Linked DNA regions of Triticum aestivum: region 1 is linked to region 2. Evidence: chromatin contacts called from public Hi-C data. All regions are on one chromosome and are shown on one strand. Each heading gives the region's core, a stretch centred on a gene start, on an enhancer-like site or on the middle of the called end of the contact. The rest is flanking DNA. Distances are from core to core; before and after follow the strand shown. Region 1 holds the start of LOC123044966 (non-structural maintenance of chromosomes element 3 homolog). Region 2 holds the start of LOC123044965 (transcription factor PCF6).

What was found. Hi-C and Micro-C count contacts between places; a contact is called where the count stands out from the background.
Region 1: a contact with region 2 is called in a Hi-C map of leaf, with 7 times the contacts expected there. The contact joins the promoter of LOC123044966 here to the promoter of LOC123044965 in region 2. A contact is called at or near these places in 2 of 5 Hi-C or Micro-C datasets (both in leaf).

What each region holds. Positions count from the first base shown.
Region 1 is chr2B:371,567,758-371,574,317 of IWGSC CS RefSeq v2.1, reverse strand. LOC123044966 (non-structural maintenance of chromosomes element 3 homolog) reads left to right here and starts at 4,624. Exons shown (of 7, transcript XM_044467864.1): 1 at 4,624-4,831; 2 at 4,924-5,176; 3 at 5,313-5,465; 4 at 5,549-5,654; 5 at 5,737-5,851. The coding sequence starts at 4,787.
Region 2 is chr2B:371,430,284-371,436,905 of IWGSC CS RefSeq v2.1, reverse strand. It overlaps LOC123044965 (transcription factor PCF6), which reads left to right and starts at 2,669. Exons shown (of 2, transcript XM_044467863.1): 1 at 2,669-4,440. The coding sequence starts at 3,132. The coding sequence ends at 4,406.

The DNA of each region.
Region 1 (6,560 bases), core at 3,375-5,874, 140 kb before region 2:
CCCACGTCGTCGTCGATGCCTCCTCATCCCCGCAGTCTAGCTCCATGGCCGGATCGACGAAGGCCGCCCTGATGCCGCGCCTCGACCCCGTCATCGCTCGACATCGACCATCGCCCGACGCGACCACGCCGGCGCCCTTCCCCACCGGCCTGCACCCGCTCCGCCGATGTTGTCCCCGTCACCCCCCTCGACCACCGCTGCCCAGACCATACGCCTCCGGTGAGGCCACGGCCTCCGCGCCCCTCCTCTCCTTCCCTTGTCCCCACGTCGCGCCCGACCTCCTCTCCCCGCGCGTGGCCTCGTGCGCGCCCGTCCGTCGCCTCTCCGGCGCTACTGCGCCCGCACATGGCCGCGCCCAGGCGCCCGTCTCCCGCGCGCCACGCTCGCCCACGACCTGCTGCTGCTACTGCACAGCACCGCCGCACGCGCGGCCTCGCCGACCCACGCGCCTCACGCCCGCCCGCCTCTTGCTCCGGCCAACTGCCGCCGCGGCGCCGTCTCCGGCTTCCCCGTGTGCTCGCAGCCCCCCCCTGTGCACCGGCGCCTCTCGCTCGCCGTTGTCGCCCTCGACCGGCCGCACCTCCGCGGCGACCCTCCGCGCGCCCTGCGCCGGCCTCCACCGCGGTCGCCTTGGCCACTGGCCTCGCCTCGCCACACTCCGTGCGGGTGAGCGCTCGCCCCGGCGCCCGTCGCCCTCCTGCCCGCTAACCCGCTAAGGCCCCCCGGGGCCTATGACAAGGGGGCCCCATCCCCCAGAACGTTTTATATATAAAAAAAGAATAAAAATAATAATAAATAAAATTATTAATTAATTAATTAAATTAATTGTGTTTAATTAACCTAATAACTAATTAAACTAATTAACTACTGTTAATTAACATAACTAATCTGTTAACTAAACTAATTAACCTGGTTAATTAGTTAACAAACAATGACATGTGGGTCCTACTGGACCCACCCGTCTATTTGACTGGTCAACCGACCAGTTGACCTGCTGACATCACTCTGATGTCATGCCTGCGTCATCATTCACTGTTCTGGATAATGTTAAATTAAATTAATTAAATAAATTCTAAAAATGATTTAAAACTTTAGAAAATCATATAAAATAATCCGTAACTCGGATGAAAATACTTTGTACATGAAAGTTGCTCAGAACGACGAGACGAATCCGGATACGCAGCCCGTTCGTCCGCCACGCGTCCCTAGCATAGAGAACCTGCAACATTTCACCTCTGGTTCATCTGTCCAAAAACACGAAACACTGGGGGTACTTTCCCGGATGTTTCCCCCCTTCACCGGTATCACCTCATACCGCGTTAGAACGCGTCTAGCTCTGCTTGTTGACCTGTTATGCACTTGCCTGCTATGTATTTACTGTTTCTCCCCCCTCTTCTCTCCGGTAGCCCCCGTGACGATGCTGATGCCCCTGTGGACGACTACGTCACCGACGACCCCTCCTTCTTGTCTGAGCAACCAGGCAAGCCCCCCCTTTGATCACCAGATATCGCCTACTCTTCTCTATACTGCTTGCATTAGAGTACTGTAGCATGTTGCTGCTTTCCGTTAATCCTATTCTGATGCATAGCCTGTCATTGCTGCTACAGTCATTGATACCTTACCCGCAATCCTAAATGCTTAGTATAGGATGCTAGTGTTCCATCAGTGGCCCTACACTCTTGTCCGTCTGCCATGCTATACTACTGGGCTGTGATCACTTCAGGAGGTGATCACGGGCATATACGATATACTTTACACAGTTACATTATCTATGATACTGTTCGGAGTTGGGGGCTGAAGGGGCAGGTGGCTCCATCCCGGTAGAGGTGGGCCTGGGTTCCCGACGGCCCCCGACTGTTACTTTGTGGCGGAGCGACAGGGCAGGTTGAGACCACCTAGGAGACAGGTGGGCCTGGTCCTGTTCGGCGTTCGCGGATACTTAACACGCTTAACGAGATCTTGGTATTTGATCTGAGTCTGGCTACGAGCCTATACGCACTAACCATCTACGTGGGAGTAGTTATGGGTATCCCGACGTTGTGGTATCAGCCGAAGCACTTCGTGACGTCAGCGACTGAGCGGCGCGCGCCGGGTTGGACTGCGTTAACGCAACTTCCTTTGTAATGGAGGTTGCTAGGTCTGCTCACCGGCCGCGTACGCAACGTGCAGGTGTGCTCAGGGCGATGGTCCCAGACCCCTGCGCGCTTAGGTTTAGACCGGCGTGCTGGCCTCTCCGTTGAGCCTAGGTGGGGCTGCGACGTGTTGATCTTCCGCGGCCGGGCATGACCCAGGAAAGTGTGTCCGGCCAAATGGGATCGAGCGTGTTGGGCTATGTGGTGCACCCCTGTAGGGAAGTTAATCTATTCGAATAGCCGTGATCTTCGGTAACAAGACGACTTGGAGTTGTACCTTGACCTTATGACAACTAGAACCGGATACTTAATAAAACACACCCTTCCAAGTTCCACAGACAACCCGGTGATCGCTTTTCTACAGGGCGACGAGGAGAGGATCGCCGGGTAGGATTATGCTACGCGTTGCTACTTGGAGATGCTATCTGGAGATGCTACTTGGAGATGCTATTTGGAGATGCTACTTGGAGATGCTACTTGGAGGACTTCAGTCTACTCTCTTCTACATGCTGCAAGACGGAGGTTGCCAGAAGCGTAGTCTTCGATAGGACTAGCTATCCCCGTCTTATTCTGGCATTCTGCAGTTCAGTCCACTGATATGGCCTTCTTACACATATACCCATGCATATGTAGTATAGTTCCTTGCTTGCGAGTACTTTGGATGAGTACTCACGGTTGCTTTCTCCCCCCTTTTCCCCCCTTTCCTTTCTTTCTGGTTGTCGCAACCAGATGCTGGAGCCCTGGAGCCAGACGCCACCGTCGACGACTACTACTACACTGGAGGTGCCTACTACTACGTGCAGCCCGCTGACGACGACCAAGAGTAGCTAGGAGGATCCCAGGCAGGAGGCCTGCGCCTCTTTCGATCTGTATCCCAGTTTGTGCTGGCCTTCTTAAGGCAAACTTGTTTAACTTATGTCTGTACTCAGATCTTGTTGCTTCCGCTGACTCGTCTATGATCGAGCACTTGTATTCGAGCCCTCGAGGCCCTTGGCTTGTATTATGATGCTTGTATGACTTATTTTATTTGTAGAGTTGTGTTGTGATATCTTCCCGTGAGTCCCTGATCTTGATCGTACACATTTGCATGCATGATTAGTGTACGATTGAATCGGGGGCGTCACAGACCTTCAACCTCTCATCGACAAGGCAATGGGCAGATTACCGGGGTGGAAGGGCAAGAACCTCGCGTGGCCAGGAAGGGTCTCCTTGGCAAAGTCTGTCTTGTACGCCATTGCCACCCACCATCTCACTGTGCTCCCCTTCCGGCTTGGGCAAATCACAAGCTTAGCAAGATTTCATGAAACTTCATCTGGTGCAGCGACAATTTTGAAAATGCGACTGGGGGCCACTCCTTGGTGAACTGGAAGACGGTGTGCAGGCCTAAAGCCCTGGGTGGGCTCGGAATCACGGACCTCGAAAGGTTTGGTAGAGCTCCTAGTCTGGAAATCTTTGTTTAGGGCATGGCATTGTTCAGGGCTTCCACCACCATCGTGCTGGGTAACGGCTGGAAATCTTTGTTCTGGCATGACGACTAGATGGGAAAGGGTCCTTTACGATTGCTGGGCCCCGGGCTCTTCAAAATCGCCACTGGAAAGCAGAGATCTGTGATGAGGGAGCTTCAGGACGAGAACTGGATTAGATCGGTCGCCCGTTTGGAGACACCCGCACAGCTGCAGGAGTTCATTACGCTTGCATCTCTGACCTCGCAGACTAAGCTGTCCCCAGACCTGGAGGACTCCATCTCTTGGCGTTGGACCCCTAATGGCAGCTACTCCTCTGCTTCAGCTTATGCGGCCCAGTTCTACGGATCCTTCCCCAGGTTTTCGCCGTCCAAGATTTGGGAGGCTCATGTAGAGCCAGAATGTAAGCTCTTCTCCTGGCTGGTGCTCCACGGGAAGACCCTCACGGCGGACATGCTGGCCATTCGTGGCTGGCCGCACGACCCTATCTGCCCTCTCTGCGTGCGGGCACCAGAAACAGCAAATCACCTGCGCAAGGACTGTCCGTTTGCGGTAGCGGTTTGGTCGCATGTACAGGGGCGGACTGGGGAGGCGCCACTGAACTCGATGTCGCTACCGCCTTGCATGGGGATCTCAGACTGGTGGGATTCGCTCATCGCTCCAATTTCCAAGGAGGATAGTTGCCGCCGCAGTGGTCGCTTCCTCTACACTATCTGGAATATCTGGAAGGAGCGCAACCATCGCATTTTCAACGGAACCCGCCTAACCCATGTGGAGGTGGCGACCCCCGCGTTCGACAACATAAGACAGAGGGCCATGGCTTTCGGCATGGTCCATGTGGCGACCGGTATTGGCTGATTTGTAGGGCACTTCCTGTTTGTGCGGGTTTTGTCAGGTTCCCTTGAAAAACCTAACAACTCTGTACATATTCTCTCTTTTTGTCTCAAATGAAAAGGCAGCCGGTTCCTCGAAAAAAAAGATTTTCCGAGGGAAGTGCTGAAGACGCTTTAAGGCGCGGGCGCGTCTCCGCCTCCCTCCATCCGCTCGGTTCAGTTTCCCGCCGTCTCCCTCGCGCCACTCTACCACGAAAACAAACCGCTTAATGCGAACCTAGGGTACTTCTGCTCCGCCCCAAATCGCGGCAATCCCTCCCACTCCCCTCCTCGTGCCGTCATACAGTTCTTGAATCGCATGGCGACCAGCGAAGAATTCGCCCAGATTGACATCTCCACGGAGGTACGCCACACCCTGCTCCTCCCCGTTTCCCAGTTCGACCCGCCGCACGCAAGGTGTTCGACGTTTTGATCCGCCCAAATCGGGCCCTGCAGGAGAAGGACAAGCTTGTGGCCGAGGTGATGCGCTACGCGCTCTTCAAGACGCACCAGAACTCCGGCTGCCCCATCAAGCGGGAGGAGCTCACCCAAATCATCACCAATTACTACCGCCAGCGAGCGCTCCCTGCGCTCGTCATCAAGGAAGCTGGGGACAGGCTTGCGGCGACCTTCGGCTATGAGATGAGGGAGCTCCAGAGGACCCGCGCCACGTCCACCCGCTCCGGACGCCCCTCCTCCCAGCAGCCCAGTAAGCTCGCTTTTCTTCTTCTTTAGATCTTGCAATGTCGTCGCCCACACAGCAGCCTGCATCTTTGCTGATGATGTAGTAAGGTAGAAATTGGTTGAACTTAAGAATGACCAGCGATGAATCGAGCTGTGTTTAGGTAATCAGGATGCAAAGAGCTACGTCCTGGTAAGTAAGCTGGACCCTGAGGTGTACAGCAAGTATGTTGAGGATAAGGAGCGTGCCCATGTGTCTGGGTTTGCTTTTGTTGTCATAAGCATTGTTCATGTCGCTGGTGGCAAGATCTCTGAAGGTAGAGATTGCTGGTTCTTTTTCCGACAGTAGTCAGGAGGTTTTATCGTTTGATATTACTGATTTTTGACAAACATGTTTCAGAGGACCTTTGGCGTCAGCTGAAACGTTTGGGCTTAAATGAAACTGATGAGAACCACCCTGTTCTCGGCAACAATAAGCAGGCGCTTGAACTACTAGTGCAACAAAGGTTGCTGGTACTTTCAGGGTGTGCTGCAGAGTGTGTATTTCATTGGCAACTTTTGTTTTTTTCACTTGGTATCTTTGCCCAGGTACTTGCTGAAGGAGAAGATTGCTGGTCCAGAAGGCCATTCCATGGTTTATGAGCTTGCAGAGAGGGCATTGGATGAATCCATCAGCTCGAAGCTTAAAGAATACATTTCACAGGTATGTAAAAGCATCAACCACAATCTCGAAAAAATAAGGCATCAACCTGTATGTACAGTAAATTAGAAATAGCAGAACTTTTGCTTGGTTGCCTGAGAGAGTATATACAAACACTAATTTGTGAAACTAATCTATCACTTTAACCTGTAGAAATGATGTTTATGCTTTTAATGCCTCTCAAAATGATGTTTATGCTTTTAATGCCTTCTCCATAACGTGCAGCATTAACAGCTATAAAATGTTTGGTAAGGAACTACATTTTTATTTTTATTTTGAAAAGGAGATAGCTCCAGCCTCTGCATCGGTTGATGCACGCAGCCTTGGTAAGGAACTAGGTGCTATACGATATACTGAAAAAAACAGCCTCTGAAATGGTCGTGTTTGAGTATGATTCTAGCTGGTTCCTAGTTGTACCATAAACAAGTCTAGATTATGAACTCTTTTCTTTTCCAGCTTCAGGATTTTACATAGTGCGATTGCTAATGACAAAGATTATTGCCATGACAAAGAGCCAGCCCCATCTTATCACGTACTCCGGATTTTATTGATTATTGTTACAGAAGTATTTTGTGCATGAATTTAATGAATCATTTGTATGCATTAGAGTTGCTTGCTACTGCTGTTGCTACTAGTTCATGACTAGTATTTATTCGTTTCTCAAAATTGTATTAGCAATTATTTCAAAATAGATACTCCCTTCGTCCCAAAT
Region 2 (6,622 bases), core at 1,420-3,919:
TTCATGCTGGTAGCCTCTTTCTCCTTTGGGATCAGGGTCAACACAGCAAAGTTTAACCTATAGATGTCCAATTCCCCTTTATGGAAATCATCAAACATGGCTATCGCATCTTTCTTAATCACTTCCCAAAAAATTTGGAGGAATATAAAGGATAGACCATCTGGACCAGGGGCTCCATCAGAGTATGAACCAAAGATGGCCTCCTTAATTTCTCCTTCAGAGAAAGTTTTTTGTAGGGATTGCTTTTCTAAGTCATTGACCTTTTCTTCAGCAGCAAAGAAATTATTATTGATTCTAAAACCCTTTCTATCTTCTTTCTTAAAGAGGTCTTTATAGTAGTCTGTGTCTATACCCAACATGTCTTTGACATCTGTGGTAGTGCCAGCAGGACCTTCCAGCTTGTTAATAAGTGTTTTTCTCCTCCTTTAATTTGCTACAACCTGAAAATACCTAGTGTTTCTATCTCCTTCAAGGATATCCCTATCCCTGGATCTTTGTCTAGCTTTAACTTCTTCTACAATCCAAAGGTTATGGAGTCTGGAGAGGAGTTCTTTCATTCTCAAATTTTCTACCTCAGAAAGCTGCACAGTTTCTGATTTAATATCAAGTTTATCATACTCTTCTTCTAACTCCTGCTTGGCTTTCCTAATCTCAGCATCTACATTTCTATCCATCCTCTACTAAACTTTCTAAACCTTCTCACTTTTTCCTGCCAGATGTCCATGGGGGTGGTACATTTGACAGGAGCAAACCAATTTTTCTCCACAAGCTCTTTAAATTCAGCTCTTAGTAGCCACCATTTCTCAAACTTATAGCTTGAGTCTTTTGGGGTACCATCCACACCAGAATCCCACAGGATAGGGGTGTGATCACTACCAGTTCTAGGGAGAGCTTGAGAACTACTTAAAGGAAACATTGCATCTAGTTCAGTGGTACAAAAAACCCTATCTATGGTACTCATAACCAAGTTATCTTGATTATTTGCCCAGGTGAATTGTCTCCCAGACATCTTAATTTCTAGTAGACTCCAAATTTCTATCCAAGCATTGAATTTGTCACTCCAACTATGGTTAATCCTCCCATTGTTCTTATCTTTCTGATATCTAACTAAATTGAAGTCCCCCCCCCCCTATAATAGTGGGTGGGTGGTCATCAATGAACATACTATGATGTTCAGAGATGAATTCATCCTTGCCCTCCTCATATGGTGATCCATAGACTGCTATGAACCTAAAGGTTTTTTCACTTGTCTTATGCACTAGATTGCATGAGACAGAGTATTTGAGGGATTTCCAGCTAATAACATCAAAATTAACCAAATCAACTCCTACCAACACACCACCCGAAGTGCCTTCAGCAGGTAGGTGGTGCCAACTATAAGGTTTATCACCACTAATAGATTTTAAAAACGAAGCAGAGAGTTTCTCTTTCTTTGTCTCCTGAAAAGCTACTATACTAGCTTTATGCTTAGCTAGAGTTTCAATAATGCAAGGTTTTTTTCCTGGGGTTGTAATCCCTCTAATATCCCAAAACAAAGCATTCATTGAAAACTGTGTTTCTTAGGGTACTTGCCCCGTCCTTTTTTGGAGACCAGGCTCCACAAAGCACTTTGGTCCAAGTGCTCGGATGGGATCACCTATCTATGGTACTCATAACCAAGATAACTCCCATGCCCCGTCCTTTCTTAGGGTGCTTAATAAGGGCAGTACCCAAGTACCGATCCACCCACATATCAAATTATCAAAGTACCGAACGCGAATTATATGAACGTGATGAAAACTAGCTCGACGATAATTCCCATGTGTCCTCGGGAGCTCCTTTCTCATTATTAGAAATTGTCCAGGCTTATCCTTTGTTACATAAAGGATTGGGCCACCTTGCTGCACTTTATTTACTTTGTTTACTTGTTACTCGTTACTATTTATCTTATCACAAAACTATCTATCACCTACAATTTCAGTGCTTGTAGAAAACCTTACTGAAAACCGCTTATCATTTCCTTCTGCTCCTCGTTGGGTTCGACACTCTTACTTATCGAAAGGACTACGATAGATCCCCTACACTTGTGGGTCATCACCAGGCAGGTCGGCGATAGATTTGTGCATCCTGCCACCAGGATCACTGGTGGTAGGCTTGCACTGACTACCGCAAAATTCTTCCCCTCCCAAGGCACAATACGGTTCTGGGGGTTTATGGGGTTTACATTCCCTCCCTACTGCCAGCGGCGGTGTCGGTAGCTTTTACCTACCTATCGCCGGCCTCTCTGGTCATAAGACAGGAGATGACGGCCATGCCTTAACATACCACTATCTACAGAAAAAAGGTCAGACCTTGAATTTTTTTCAAACCAGAGTCAGATCAAAAGGGTCAAAACATCAAATTTGGCATCCAAGGAGGACCTCGCGACAGAGACGTCATGGGCATTTCCAGGATGCGGCTAGCGTTTGTTTGTTGCACTGACGCCGGCACGGAGCGGAGAGAGAGACCTTGGACCGGTTTGAGGACTCCCGTCGTCGCCGTGATGAACGTCTGACAGCAAGCGAGCCAGTTGCCATCGGACATGGATTGAGCGATGGATGGACGAGACGTGGATCCGTCGCGCGCATGTACTAGTATGTGCCGATTCGTTGCGACTTGCCGCTGCTGCCTGCTAGACTGGTGCTGGTACTACGGCGGCGGCCGACTAGCCGATGACGCTGCGGCGCGGCGCGAGAGAGTGATGGGCTACTCGCTACCGGTGTGGCCGATAGAATGGTACGCCCCTACCGCCTCGTTCCGCACACCTCCCTCCTCCTCCTCTACCCCTCTCTCTCTCTCTCGGACTCATAAAATCGGGAGACCTTTTCCTCCCTCCCTCCATCGTCTCGTCTCGTCTCGTCCTACTCACACTCCACCTCCCCTCTCTCCCTCTCCCTCCCTCCCTCGCCGCGCCGTGCTCCCTCCACTCCATCCCATCGCCCCAGGGCGCACACGGGATCGCGCGCAGATCTGCGCCCCCAATCCCACGCGCTCGCTTCCCACTCCCCGCCTCCCCGCGGCGGCCTGGCTGGCTTAATTTCGCTACCAATGCGCTCTGGGTAGGGCATGAGAGGCACTGGCGGCGGCTTGCCGGCGGACCAATTCACACCCGGATGGAGCTCAGCGTCGCCGCCGCAGCCGTGGAGCTCGGCAAGCGGGGCCGCCCCGACGACCAGTACCAGGAGCAGGACCAGGACCACGGGGATGCCAAGCGGCTGGCGCTCGTGCCGTGGCCGCCGCACCAGCAGCACCCCTCCTCGCGGATCTACCGCGTCTCGCGCGGCTCCGGCGGCAAGGACCGCCACAGCAAGGTCTACACGGCCAAGGGCATCCGCGACCGCCGCGTCCGCCTCTCCGTCGCCACCGCCATCCAGTTCTACGACCTGCAGGATCGCCTTGGCTATGACCAGCCCAGCAAGGCCGTCGAGTGGCTCATCAAGGCTGCCGCCGCCGCAATCGACAAGCTCCCCGAGCTCGACGCCGCCGCCTTCCCCAACCACCCGGCCTCAGCCTCAGCCTCAGCCAACAAACAGTCTTCTGCTCTTCACGCGGAGGCCGACGACTCGCAGCCCCAGCAGCTCACCAGATCGGGCTGCAGCAGCACGTCCGAGACCAGCAAGGGCTCCGTCCTCTCGCTTTCTCGCTCCGACAGCCGCGTCAAGGCTAGGGAGCGCGCGCGCGACCGGAGCGCCTCTGTGAAGGACAAGGACGACTCGGTCACCGCCGCCGTGCACCGCCGGCCCCCCTCGGCGCAGGCGGCTTCCTTCACCGAGCTGCTCACTGGATTGGCGGCCGCCACCCCAGCTGTTGCTCAGCACAAGCAGCACAACTCGTGGCAGCAGATGACCGCGTCTGCCACCGCGGACTACCTCGGCTTCGCCCAGCCCCGGAAATCCGGGCACGGGATGCTGCACACCTTCGCCTCCCCGGCCCCGCACCTGGGCAACATTGCGCCCGTCTCCATGGCCCCGGCGCAGCACTTCAGCTTATCAGCCGGCGGCGGCGATTCGCAGACGGAGATGCCGCACTTCTCCTTCTCGCAAGACCACTACATGCCCGTCCATGCGGCGCCAGCGTCGGGTCCGGCAGTAGACTACAGTCTCAACTTCTCCATGTCCTCGGGTCTTGTGGGTGTCAACAACACTAGGGGGACCCTTCAGTCCAATTCGCAGCCGCACCTCTCCGGCCACCACCACCACCACCACCACCACCAGCAGCTCCAGAGGCTGTCTACTCCACTGGATGCTCCGCACATACCCTTCTTGTTCAGCCCAGCCGTCGCGGTGGCCTCCCCCACCACAGCGGAGAGCCACTTCGGCGCGGCGGCCGCATTGCAGCTCTGGGAGGGGTTCCGGCACTCCGACATGAAGGAGAAGGGCAAGAACTGATCAATGGCTGTGCGCTTCTTTTGGATGCTGGTAGGTGATGAACTCTTCCAAATGCATACGCTTCCTTTGCTTTTTGGCTGCTTGTGTTTTCAGGCATTTGTTTAAGGGTGGGATGCTTGCCCATTGGCTAATTTGATATGATTATCTCACCCTTTTGGTGGTTCTCGAGGTGGCCTTGCGCCCCTAAATCCCATAAAACACTCGGCCTGTTCTTGTGCAATTGACGAGTGTCAAAGCTTTAGGGGGAGGGAGCATTAGGCTGAACTTTCCAACAGGTGTCAATTCACTACTCACTGGAGAGGGATATGTTTTGGTGTTCTGTTCCCCCCCAACCATTATGTCACAGGGGACAGGCCAATCGCACGGTTTCTGGTTACCCGGCATTGCATTTTTAATGCCTTAAATTGTAGTAAGCCCAGGCTACGTTGTTCTAGTATTGCATGAAGGGGGTCAGCTATATGAACAAATGCACTAGTAACAGCAAATACCGAATGGATAAAATATCTAGATAAAGATTTGTCATGTAGTCTAAAAGCATTTCCTGAAGGGCTTTTACTAGGTTTAATTGTTTAGGGGTAAGTAGAGGCGCAGTCCAGAATTTCTTTGTAGATGTTTTTTTTCTTCTTATTCAGAAGACATTGAAATGTCTTCAGCAGAGCTGAGTATTCAACCGTAACGAAAGTGAATTCATGTGCATATCATGACTGATATTTTCCTTAAAACTGGGTTTGTACATCTTAAAGTGAAACTGCAATATTTCATCGAACTTCTTATTTATTAAGTGAAATGCTTTGAAACTTAACTTGAAGAGTATAACTATTTCCTTTTGTCGAGAACTTGTAGACCCAATTATCCCTCATTTGTCCGTGTCCGCAGCTGCCCCCCTCATATCAGAACCCCCAAATCAACATAGCATAGTTCATAGATCGGGGGGCCACACGGATTGTGAGCTCCTCGTACGACTCCGTCGCGAGGGCGTCCCAATCCACGGGGTCATCGGCAAATGAGGAGCCGCTGCCGGATCCGGCCAAATTCCAGCGAGGGAAGTGGAGCGGACGAGGGATTGTGAGGAGAGTGGAAGTGTTTAATGGCTAGGGTTTGGTCCAGTTGGAGTTTTAGTGGGGTCGGGGTGGGCGATTCTGAGTGGGCTGGATCCTAAGGATGGTTAAAGAGTTTCTGTGCATTGGAAAGAGCCATAGAAAGGAGGCAAACTACATTATGCATTTCCTGATCTGTGGTAAATAGGAGATACTCCCTCTGTTTACAAATGTAAGATGTTCTAACTTTTTTCTGAACCGGATGTATATAGACACGTTTTAGTGTGTTTGTTCACTCATGAGTCCGTATATAGTCATATTGAAATATCCAAAACATCTTATGTTTGTGAACAGAGGGAGTAGTTTTTTGGTCTTGTTGCTAGGTCTAACTTTTAGGTATTCGCTCAAAATTATCTCAGCGTGTGGTATACATAGACCAATCAATAAGACATTTATCTTATCGAAGGACAAACCATACAGCATAATCTTCTCAAACTCCAGCTTTTCAAGACAGTACTAACTACAGAAAGTCAATTATTGATATGAACATGCGGTCAAAATTTGATTACTCTTCGAACGGTTCACTGTGAATCTCCAAGTGCTAATCCTGGAGTACTTAAAATTACACTAATTATGGCAAAACCACATTCTGACATAATAGAACATCATTCACACCGTTTATATTTGTGTCACATGATTCATGGAGTCTTACCTTATTTTTGCAGTGCCTTGTTTACATAGTATTATGTATGTAATCAGTCCTTTTATCTGTTGAATAAGCCATCATAACTCTTCAGCCTATTGCTTTGTGAAATGTATCATACTTGTGTTAAAACTCTTTAGTATGATAAATAAATCCAGAGATATGAGTGATTAGGTCCTAAGCGCTTTTAAAAACCTCTTAAGTGAGCTAGCATAACTTGGTTGTTTACTCCATTCATTTGCCATCAATAGCCTTTTGCATTTTAGCTCATATATGTACATAAATAGCATAGTGAACGGTAACAAATATGTCCATAGTAATCTTTTGCATGGCTAGCACGGTAGTGCCTGTTAGCCTTTTGAATTTTACCTCAGATATGTACATAAATAACATCTGAACAGCAACCAACATGTTCATAGTAACCTTCATAGTTGCAGCTTGGCATTGTTAGAATCTGCTATGAGATTCATAATGCG